2 separate regions of the Macaca mulatta genome follow, and region 2 is linked to region 1. The links are chromatin contacts, called in public Hi-C maps. All regions are on one chromosome and are shown on one strand. Each heading gives the region's core, a stretch centred on a gene start, on an enhancer-like site or on the middle of the called end of the contact. The rest is flanking DNA. Distances are from core to core; before and after follow the strand shown.

Region 1 (5,239 bases), core at 1,464-3,963:
TATGGTTGCCAGATACAATACAGGATGCCCAGTTACATTTAAATTTCGGATAAACAATGAACCATTTTTTTAGTGTATGTCCCATGGGGAAAAAAAAATTCCCTAAAAACTTTGTTTTAATCTATTGTTTATCTAAAATTCAAATGTAACTGGGTTTCCTGTACTTTTTTCTTTCTAAATTTGGCAACTCTAGATACATACACTCTCCATAGGACCAATCTACTTTCCAGTGGATAATCTCAGAAAAAAGTTTCAGACCTACTGGCTTCTAGGAAACAAGATACTGAAATGCACCTTTCCAGGGACTGCGGTTCACAATTTCCCATTTGCTCAACTCTAGTCACAATAGTCTTTCCCTACCCTTCATCTCTGTCCTCAAAGCCAGATCCTCTTCTGAGCCACAAGTATGTTACCCAAGCTTGGTCTTGAACTCCTGGGCTCAAGTGATTTCCCCCACCTATGCCAACCAAGTAGCTGGGGCTACAGGCATGTGCCACAATGCCTGGTCAAACACCTCTTCACTCAAACTCTCCTCCCTTGGTTGTCATAATCCACTTTTGTTTTCCTCATAATTTGCTGGCTGCTCCTTCTTATTCTTTATCTCCATACTTAAAACTAAAAATAATCTTTCTAAAGATTTTAAGTTTGGGGATAATTGTGCTATTTCCACAGCTTGAAATTCCAAGAATTGCTTCCTATTTCATATAAGATAAATTCCACTAACTGAAATCACATTCAAATGTCTCTGTACTTATTTTCCATCTTTCATTTCAGGTTCATCTTCAGCCAACTCCCTGCTTCTATTCCTTCGAGTCTCACCTTATGTCTCATATCCTACAGTCTTTTCTGACTCTTTCTCAAAGTTCTTACAAAGTGATTCACTTCTATGCCCCCAGATTACCTTATATAACTTCTACCTCTACCACACCACTTAAAACCCTTGCCGTCTCCATAACAGACTGTGAGCCATTACAGGAATGGTACTGAGTCTCACTGGCCTTTAAATCTTTAAATTCCTAATACACAGCATAGTGTCCTGTTTTTTTGTTTTTTTTTTTTTTCAGACAGAGTTTCACTCTTGTTGCCCAGGCTGGAGTGCAGTAGCACGATCTTGGCTCACCGTAACCTTCACCTCCCAGGTTCTAGCGATTGTCCTGTCTCAGCTCCCGCGTAGCTGGGATTACAGGCATGCGCCACCACGCCTGGCTAATTTTGTATTTTTAGTAGAGACAGGGTTTCACCATGTTGGTCAGGCTGGTCTCAAACTCCCGACCTCAGGTGATCCACCCCCCTCAGCCTTCCAAAGTGCTGGGATTACAGGCGTGAGCCACCGCGCCCGGCCTATAGTGTCCTGTTAATTGGAGGTGTTCAATAAATGTTTAACTGAATAAAACAATGAATAAAAACAGTACTTTCGGCCAATGTCTCCTGAAAGAAAAGGTTGAACAGTTCAATTCTACACATATTCAGACCTTGTTATACGCAGTGCAGAGATCAGAATCCAACTTGCTTAATTTTTATTCCAATACTTTTCCACAATACACTCACCACTATTGAGGCAGCCATAAGTATAGTGATTGCAAGCACAGAATCTGGCATCAGGCTGTTCACATTACAGCTTTATCAGTTAGTAATATGTGATCCTGGGCAAGCTACTTAATCTCTCTGTGCACCAGTTTCCTCCTAAAAGAATACATATCTCACACAATTTTTGTTACAACTGAATGAGACAATAGTGTAAAGTTATAACAGTGTTTGATACATGCTACACACTTAAAATGTTATTATTTAAAATGTTAAGACCACCCTGAGTGGAACATTGGAAGTTTCATTAAAAATAAACATGAAAGTAGAATAAGCTGCAGCCCCTCTGCGGAAGAATTCCAATAGTAGGAACATGATTAGTTAATACTGAACACGTGCCCCAGAGGCTGCGCTCCTCAATTACTAAACCCCAGCAATCGGCTCACAATCCGAGTCCTTGGCCAGGCTGCCCAGGGTTTAGTTTTCCATATTCCTACTACTCACCTTTCCCCTTTGATAGCTGAGGACATTTAAAAACTGTTTGTTTGTTTGTTTTTAATTGAACAACTGAGCTGGGAGAATACCCAGTGTTCAAGCTAAAGAACTGTGAGTTCTGCTCCAGCCCACCACTAGGTGATTTACTCTTAGCTGATTCCAAATCAGAAACATAATCAGCAAGGACTGGGGAACCTCCCACAGTACTTTCTCTCGCTGCAGTTTTCTCCACCCACACAAGTCCACCACTTTTAAAAGCATTTCTTCCATCTCACTGGCCACATCTTCGTGGATGACAACGCTGCCACTGTGCTTCAGAATCCTCTATCTCTTCCAGATCTTTCCAGGTGCTTTTCTCAGGGTCAGTGGCATCTAATCTTTGTGACTCTACTCCTGGTTTGAGACCTCAGTTAACAGCCTTGGGAAAACTGTAACATAAACTGCAACGCTGTTGGTGCCGTTTCTTGTTAGACAAGGTGGCAGTGATTGCCTACCCCGACAGCCGACCTTCCACTGCGCGAGCAAGACCGCCTCCCACCAAAGCGCCGAGGGCTCCCAGAGCGCAGGCGCCCCGGGCCCCGCCCCTTTCCGAAGACTCGGCTCCTATTGGCCCAGGGGCCGGGGTTGAAACGCCCTAATAGCCGGACCAGGGTGATCATGTGACTTGCGGGGGTGGGGCTGCGCCGGCCTCTTCCCAGCCAGCTTGAAAGGGTTTGCGTAACCGGCCTTGTGGGCCCTTAAAGCGCTCTGTTAAAGCGCTCTGTAGGCGGCCTGGCCTCAACTCCCTTAGTCTAGGCGCACGAAGGGAGTTGCTCCTAGCTCTCGTCCGTCCCGGGTTCGCTTTTCTTTCCTTCCCGATGCCTGGCTCTTAGATCCACTACCGCAGAGTCTGCGGCTGCCAGGAAGCCCAGATTCGAGTGTCCGGAGAGTAACCGGAAGTGCTGTCCCCAGGCCTAGGGGCGGCGCCGGCGGCTGCAGGGTAAGCGCGGCCTGCGGGGCCCAGGGGTGGGAAGGGTGCGCGGCGGGACCCAAGACCCAGGGCCACAGTCGAGTGGGACCAGCCCCTGTTCCTGGACACTGAGCATGGTCTGGTCCCCCCTGACGGCGGACGGAGGACTGAAAGATGGTCAGTGAAAAGTTGAAAGAAGAGAACCTTAGTACGGTAGTTCCTAGAGATAATAATAGTAAACACGGCAAGGCACTTTTCAAAGCAATATATATCTTTCATATATATCGAGGAAAAAAAGGACGTTGAGTGGATTTTTCTCTTCATCTTCAGTGCAGGAATTAATTATGTTGCAGTTGAATCTATCTGCAGAAAAATCTGGTTTGTTTAATCTTCCTATAACCATTTTTTTTTTGAAAACGGAATTACATATAACTTTATATTATATACACTTATCGCGTGCACTTTGGGGTTTGTAGACGAATGGGTCTTTGATCTTAGAAGCTGAGATAATACATACAAAAACAATTAGCAGAAGGAGAAAAAACAAACGAAAAACGAGGCTTAGGGCTTTGTTACGAAGTTGCAGTTAGTAATTATTCAGAAAGACTCCTGACATTTTGTCTAGAGTTAGTCGGAACTGATGGCTACCCGTGGCAGGTACTTCCTGCAGGAGAAACAATGTAAGCAAAGATAGGAAGAGATAAGCTATGGTTGAAGGATGCTCACTAGAATGGAGAGGAAATCAGACCAGTTTTCTAGGCCAGCTCTAGAAAAATTATGAATTATAAATTTCACAAGGTCATCGTCTACATTATTTATTTTTCCTCTAGGAGAGGGAAGAATTGAGTGTTGTGAATAGTTCTGGACTAGAGACCTTTTGAAACCAAAAGGAAGATGGTCTAGAGTCTTTCTTGTTATGGTAAGTGGCATACCAGGCTCTGTTTCTGTATAAATGTGGATGGGGGCGTGGGGTGGGGCAGGGTGAAAGGAAAGTATGGGAGAAGATATATGGAAAAAGAGAATGGCCCTTTCTTAGCTCCTAAGATAGCAGAGTGATAAAACTGGGCTCTATCCTACCAACTTAAGGCTATTTTCTACTCCTTTTCAACATGCATGCATATACACATTAGGCTTGCAGTAATTGCTTTTTGATTGATTTGTAACACAAAGAGGGTAGTATGCCTAATGCTTAGGTAGGCTCTGGAGTCAGAAGATAGGTATTTAAATCCTGACTCTGCTACTTACTATTTGTAAATTGTTGGGTGATTATCTAACTGCCGTAAGCATCAGGTTTTCCATCTGTAAGATCCAAACATTGGTATTAATACCTATTTTATAGGATCCTTGGGAGGACTAAATGAGATAATCCATGTAATCAATGAAAAATAAATGAGAAATTTCCAAGCCTAAGGCCTATAAACACCATCTAGTTTTTAAATAATGCTTTACTAACTTTGTCTCTTGGTTCCATATACCCTTTAAGGATAACCATGAACTCTCAAGTTGTATGAATTAGCCTGTCTGCTTGGACTTTTGTTGTCTTCCAGTTTATTCCTTTCACTTCGACCCTAGGCATGAAAGAGTACTAGTCTCTTCCTAGGATGCGGCAAGAGAAGCATCCTAAAGGAGGGTACCCTGGAGCTAAGACTTGAAAGATGTATTTGAGCTTGCTAGATGAACCAGCCAGGGCTACTGGTCTAGTCTGTTATATTGCTACTGGGGGTCCAAGGATGATGATTGCCTTTTTGTTCTGGTATTTGTTCACACTTTTCATTTATTCAACAAATGTACTCTAGGTACTAGGGATATTACAGTAAGCAAAAGACTAAGTCCTAACCCTAATAGAAGTTATATTTTAGTAAAAAGACAAACAAATGAACAAATATAAAATGTGTACCACAAAGTTGAATGGTGATAAGTGCTATGGAGAGAAATAAAATGGGATAAAGCAACACAGGCTAAATTTTAAATAAGGTAGTCAGGGTGTGCTGCTTTTTGAGGAAGTAGTCTTCAGGCAGAGACTTGAGTCCAATAAATGAGTAAGCTGCATGGGAAAGAGCATTCTAGGCAGAAGGAACAGGTGCAAAAAGCTTGGAGGTGGCCTGTGAGGCTGAAGATACGCAGAGGTACCACATTATGTAGGGCAGTAAAAACTTTGGATTTTATTCTGAGTGTTATAGGAAACAGTATTTGAAATTAGGGAAGTGTCATGATCTGTTTTTTTTTTTTTTTTTTTTTTTTTTTGAGACGGATTCTTCGCTTTGTCACCCA
Region 2 (4,987 bases), core at 126-2,625, 59 kb after region 1:
GCCTGAGCAACCTCCGCTCTCAGGCGCTGCCTGCGCACCTGGCGCTCAAAGGCAAGGTGCTCACTGAGGTGGGACCAGGTGAAACGGTGCAAGTACTGTGGGCAGAAAATAAGAAAAGATCAGGATAGTGCAGATTAGGGAGAAAGATGAGACAGGGGACAAGACCAATGAGAAGCCATGGGTATACCTGGGCCAGAGCTGGGGAGAAGGGAGGGTGAGAGGTGTGGCAGAAAGATCTATCTCCTCACCTTGAGGTTCCAAAGATCATAACGGAAGGGGCTGCGCCTGCGGGCACCCATAGGCGTGTTGTGTAGACTGGCCGCCACGCGCTTGGCTATGCGCTTGTCACGGAACTCCACCCATCCCTCGGTGTAGTCCTTGCTGTAGGACCGCTTTTTTCCTCCCGCAGCTGCTGCTGCTTTCTTCTTGCGTCTCACGAACCGATCTGAGCGCCAAAGACAAAAAGACCCGTCAGGGACTATGCAGCACTCACTCAAAACCACTTCCCATTGCCCGCATCGTTCTTCACATCTGCCAGCGGGAGTTCCACCTGAGAGTTTTTGCCCAGGAGGGAGGGAACTGTAAATTGCACCCTTTCCTCTAGCTAACTCAATTATTTCCTTAATTGTCCACTCCTTAATCTGGCCGGCTTTGAACGCTATTTAACACCCGCGCAAGTCCCCAACCTCAATGTAAAATTGACGGTGGAAAGAGGAAGGGCGGTTGATCAGTTTCTTGACCTAGGCCGCGATGCTAAAGGGGTATGTTCAGTTTTGTAGAAAAGCTAACGAGGCTTTTACTCTGTTGTACTCATGTAACAAACCAGTAAACAGATCCGGAAAGAGAGGTGAGCAGGGCCGGGATAAAAACACGAATAGTAACAATCCGAGAACTAAAGAACCACCAGACGCACTGCGCTACCCACTCTCCCCATATCCCCTCCGCCCACCCACCCCAGCATCCTCACAGACTGATTCACCAGCCAGGAGCCGAGCACCGCACTCCCCACCCCCAAAATCCAACAACTCGTGCCTCAGTCTTGCGCAGCGAAGCAACAGGACATCCATGCTTGCACCCCGCCAGCGAGCGACAACCTCCTCCTTTCACCGTCAGGGTCTGCATACTTACCCTCAGCCTGAAAGAAGACGCGTCCGACCTCGCCATAGGCGCTGAGAAGGTTACGGACGTGCAGAGGACGGAAGCGCGGCGGGATATGGCCCAGGTACACAATACCTGGCACTACCCGCTTATTGCGGCCACAGGCCGCTGCTTCGGATTCCTCCTGCTCCTCCTCCGCGTCTAGTGTCTGTTCTGTCCCTTTCAGCGGCTCGTGCTCCGTTGCGGCCTTCTCCGATTCCTCTGCCTCCATGTTGACTGACATGAGCGGCACGACGGCCGTAAAGTGCCTTGCCTACTGACGCAAAACGTGTGCGACGGCCTGAGACGAGGGGGCGGGGCCAAGGCGGTGATGACAAATGAAAGGATATGATTGGCGATGCAGTCGGGTCAAGGGGAAGGCCGAGGGGAGAGGGCGGAAGTGGGGTGTCAGGTGGAAAGCCAGATTTAGAGCGTGGAAGCGGGATAGGAAGCTTGTTTTAGGTTCACAGATTCCCTGTTACATCTCCAACTCAGGACAGGCAGAACCAGAAAAGGCAGATCCCCAGATACAACCTACCCTATAGAACGCCGCTAAAGGCGGGTTGATGCCGGGTTTTTAGGGAATTTTGTAGAGCAGTTTTAGGGAAGTTTCTGTGTGTTCTAGCGATCAAAATAGCATTTTATTCGAGGGCCCTGGTTGCGATTCCAGCTGAGGAATGACTCACCTTTTAAAGTTTATACATTTCATTTAAAAGATTTGAGTTTTGAAGTTTTAATTATTTCTGGAAATTTACCTTGGAATTTTGAATATTTTAAAATTTAATTTTGAAAACGGTTAATTTTGGAAATTAGATTTAATTTTTGAAAATTTAAATTGCGAACTTTCAGTTTAATATTTTACATTTGATTTTGTGAATGTCTGAAAATTTAAATGTGTGACAATTATTTGAATAATTTGTTTGGCATCTATTACACATGTGTATTGATACATTATCCATATGCATACTTACGTTGCAAATACTTGTCAGAGGCGCACACGCCTCCAATTCTGGCGACCCCCCCGGCGGTGCGCTTAGTTCTGCCCTCCCTGGGTCTGTCCTCACAGATTCCCCATCAGATCACAAACCAATTTTCCTTCTATGACCTACGTAACCACAGAACGGACAAGGCCCCGGCGGTCCTGCTCCTACCAGGCGACCTGCGAACCATCCCTAAGCCAAGCCCATAGCCGTTTTCCCCGCGCGGGCTCGAGTCCTCAATCTCTTACCGTCGCCCGAGGGCGCGACCAGCAGGGGGCGCCGTCCCCACCCTTAAGGCGTTTCAGTTCTTGCGATCCGCGCCAGCGACAAGCTGACTGCAAAGGATATTGCTGGGAACCGAGTACAAATAATCCGATTAGCTTTCTGGAAGCAGCCCGGGGCAAGTTTGAGGACCATCAGTATAAATCCGCCCTTGCTGCGGCCTGACAAAATTTCCCATCTCGCTCCAAGAGCGCAGAGTAGCCCAGAGAATGGAAGCAGGGAGTAAATGTGTCCACTATTAAAATCAGAGATGACAGTTTTTGCCAGTCCCCAAGTATATTTCTAAAGTAACAGGGCCCACACTCTTTCATGGAGTGTCTAAAAGTCTAATAATAGATTCTTCGAATTCAAATACTCCTGTTTCATTAACTTTATTGAAGAGAACTTTCTGTCAGGTGTACACTGCTCCTTTTTTGAAGAGGGGAGGGATATAAAAATCCCGTTCCCCACATTCCTCATGATCCCTCCTCAACTTGGTGAAAATTGAGTCTCACTCGACTGTCCGTGAAGCAACCCTTGTTAGCAATTTTAAAGGTGGATTATTTTCCTTCTCTGAGCGTCTTACAAATTCATGTATAGCAAGCTGCACACTGCGTTCTTCAAGTTTCTTTATTTCAGGCCCAGGAGAGACCCTTTTAAAAGGGAACTCCTCCGAGCCGGACTCGAACCAGCGACCTAAGGATGACTATATTCAAACCCCTACAGTCCTCTGCTCTACCAGCTGAGCTATCGAAGGATGTTGTTGCATGTTATTTGGATACTTCAGAATTTACCTATTGCTTTTGACTATCCTGTATTCTTGTTCATTTTGAAAATATAGGGAAACGTGAGGAAAGTTTCGAGGATATTAGAAATGTTCCAAAATGTTCTAAAATGTTCTCATCTGAGTAGGGATAGTGACTATACAATTGTATGAACAATTCCCTTGAACATTTAAAATTTCACATAGGTCCAAAAAAAAAACCAGAAAAAAAAAAAAAAAACCCACGAGTATTCCGTGTACTGCTCCCTTAGATAGAGTAGATAGGACCATTGCCCTTATTGCACGTGTTGTCCAGCTGTCCTGTCCGCTTAGCACCTCCTTTCTCTTTAGGAAGTGAATAATAAAGACAAGTTTATCTTACACAACTGGGTTGAAAAGGGGGGACCTACCACCTTGAAGCGGAGTTACTGCCCAGTTCATTTTGGAAGCATTGAGATTCTCCTTTCTGAAGGGCAAGGAAAATTGCACAATTTGTATAATTTGTAATTTGTGTTCGAGACACAAAACATGAGACAAGAAGTGCGTTGTGTGTGTACTTATGTTTAGGAATTGAGCGGCTCATATGATATTGCACAATTGTAATGGGACAAATAAATGAAACACAACACTTCTCCCTCCCCCCACAATTTAAAAAAGAAATATAACATTCTATTTACAGGTGTCAACCTAAATAACACAGAGAAGCTCTCTGAAAGAAAATGATGTTTATTTGGGAATAGAGCATTGCAAAGAAAAAACGAGTGCCATAGGAAACTATGTATATTCAGGGAGGTAAAAGAAGAAAAAGGTGTTTTTGAGTTGGAGTCTGGCTCTGTCGCCCAGGCTGTAGTGCAACGATCTTGGCTCACTACAACCTCCGCCTTCCGGGTTCAAGCAATTCTCCTGCCTCAATCTCCCGAGTACCTAGAATTACAGATGCCCGCCACCACACCCGGCTAATTTTTGTATTTTTAGTAGAGACGGGGTTTCACCATGTTGGCCAGGCTGGTCTCAAACTCCTGACCTCATGATCCACCCGCCTCGGCCTCCTAAAGTGCTGGGATTACAGGCGTGAGCCACCGAGCCCAGCGACAAAGATTTTTAAGGGAAAAAATGAGAAGGATTATATAACTGTGTTGAAGTAATTATCATGTGCTACAAAGATGGATCGTAGAGAGGAAGCTAGTCCGAGGTTGGACAGGCAGTTGTGGGGCAGATGTCCTTATAGAAGTATTTTTTGTTTAGGATTGTGATGGCCTGTGCAAGGTTATGGTTTTTGTAGTCTTTTGTGATAGTTTTTGTTATCAAGCATGGCCTTTTCCAGCTCTATTAATCAGCGTTTTTAGTTAGTTTGTGTGTTTGTGTGTTTTAACAATAGTGACTCCATTTTGATTCTGACAGTTTTCACACAGGTATGCTGTCATGCTTAGCTAATAAATGCCTATGATGGTATTCAGCTTCCCGGTGCCTAAGACAGAAATGAACACCAATGGGAAAAATGGGAAGGTGTCTGGAGAGACTTTTTAATAAAATTATTAAAAGTATATGGAAATTATAAATTGTGAAATTTATGGAAAGGAGTTCTGGTGAATTTATCTATGAAAGATCATCACTTATTAAAGTTCTCCATAATTGTAATCTTGACAAAAATATGGTTTTTTTCCCAAAAGATCCTCTCCAGCGTTTCCCATGGGAAATATCTGCAGCAACATAACTAATATGTAATTCAGTTATTCAATTCATTGTCATGAGAAACTAAGAATATACGGTCTGGTAAATTCCTTTTCAATAATGTAGCCTAGCAGGGGAAAATGCGAGAAGCCAGAGAAGATAAATGAGCAGACTC

What was found. Hi-C and Micro-C count contacts between places; a contact is called where the count stands out from the background.
Region 2: a Hi-C map of blood shows a contact between it and region 1, with 4 times the contacts expected there. The contact joins the promoter of ABT1 here to the promoter of ZNF322 in region 1. A contact is called at or near these places in 2 of 14 Hi-C or Micro-C datasets (blood and liver).

The regions. Positions count from the first base shown.
Region 1 is chr4:156,409,418-156,414,656 of T2T-MMU8v2.0, forward strand. ZNF322 (zinc finger protein 322) reads left to right here and starts at 2,714. Exons shown (of 4, transcript NM_001265932.1): 1 at 2,714-2,998; 2 at 3,799-3,887.
Region 2 is chr4:156,469,852-156,474,838 of T2T-MMU8v2.0, forward strand. It overlaps ABT1 (activator of basal transcription 1), which reads right to left and starts at 1,376. Exons shown (of 3, transcript XM_001092231.5): 1 at 1,129-1,376; 2 at 249-445; 3 at 1-95. The coding sequence starts at 1,369. It overlaps TRNAY-GUA (transfer RNA tyrosine (anticodon GUA)), which reads right to left and starts at 3,135; the gene lies at 3,047-3,135.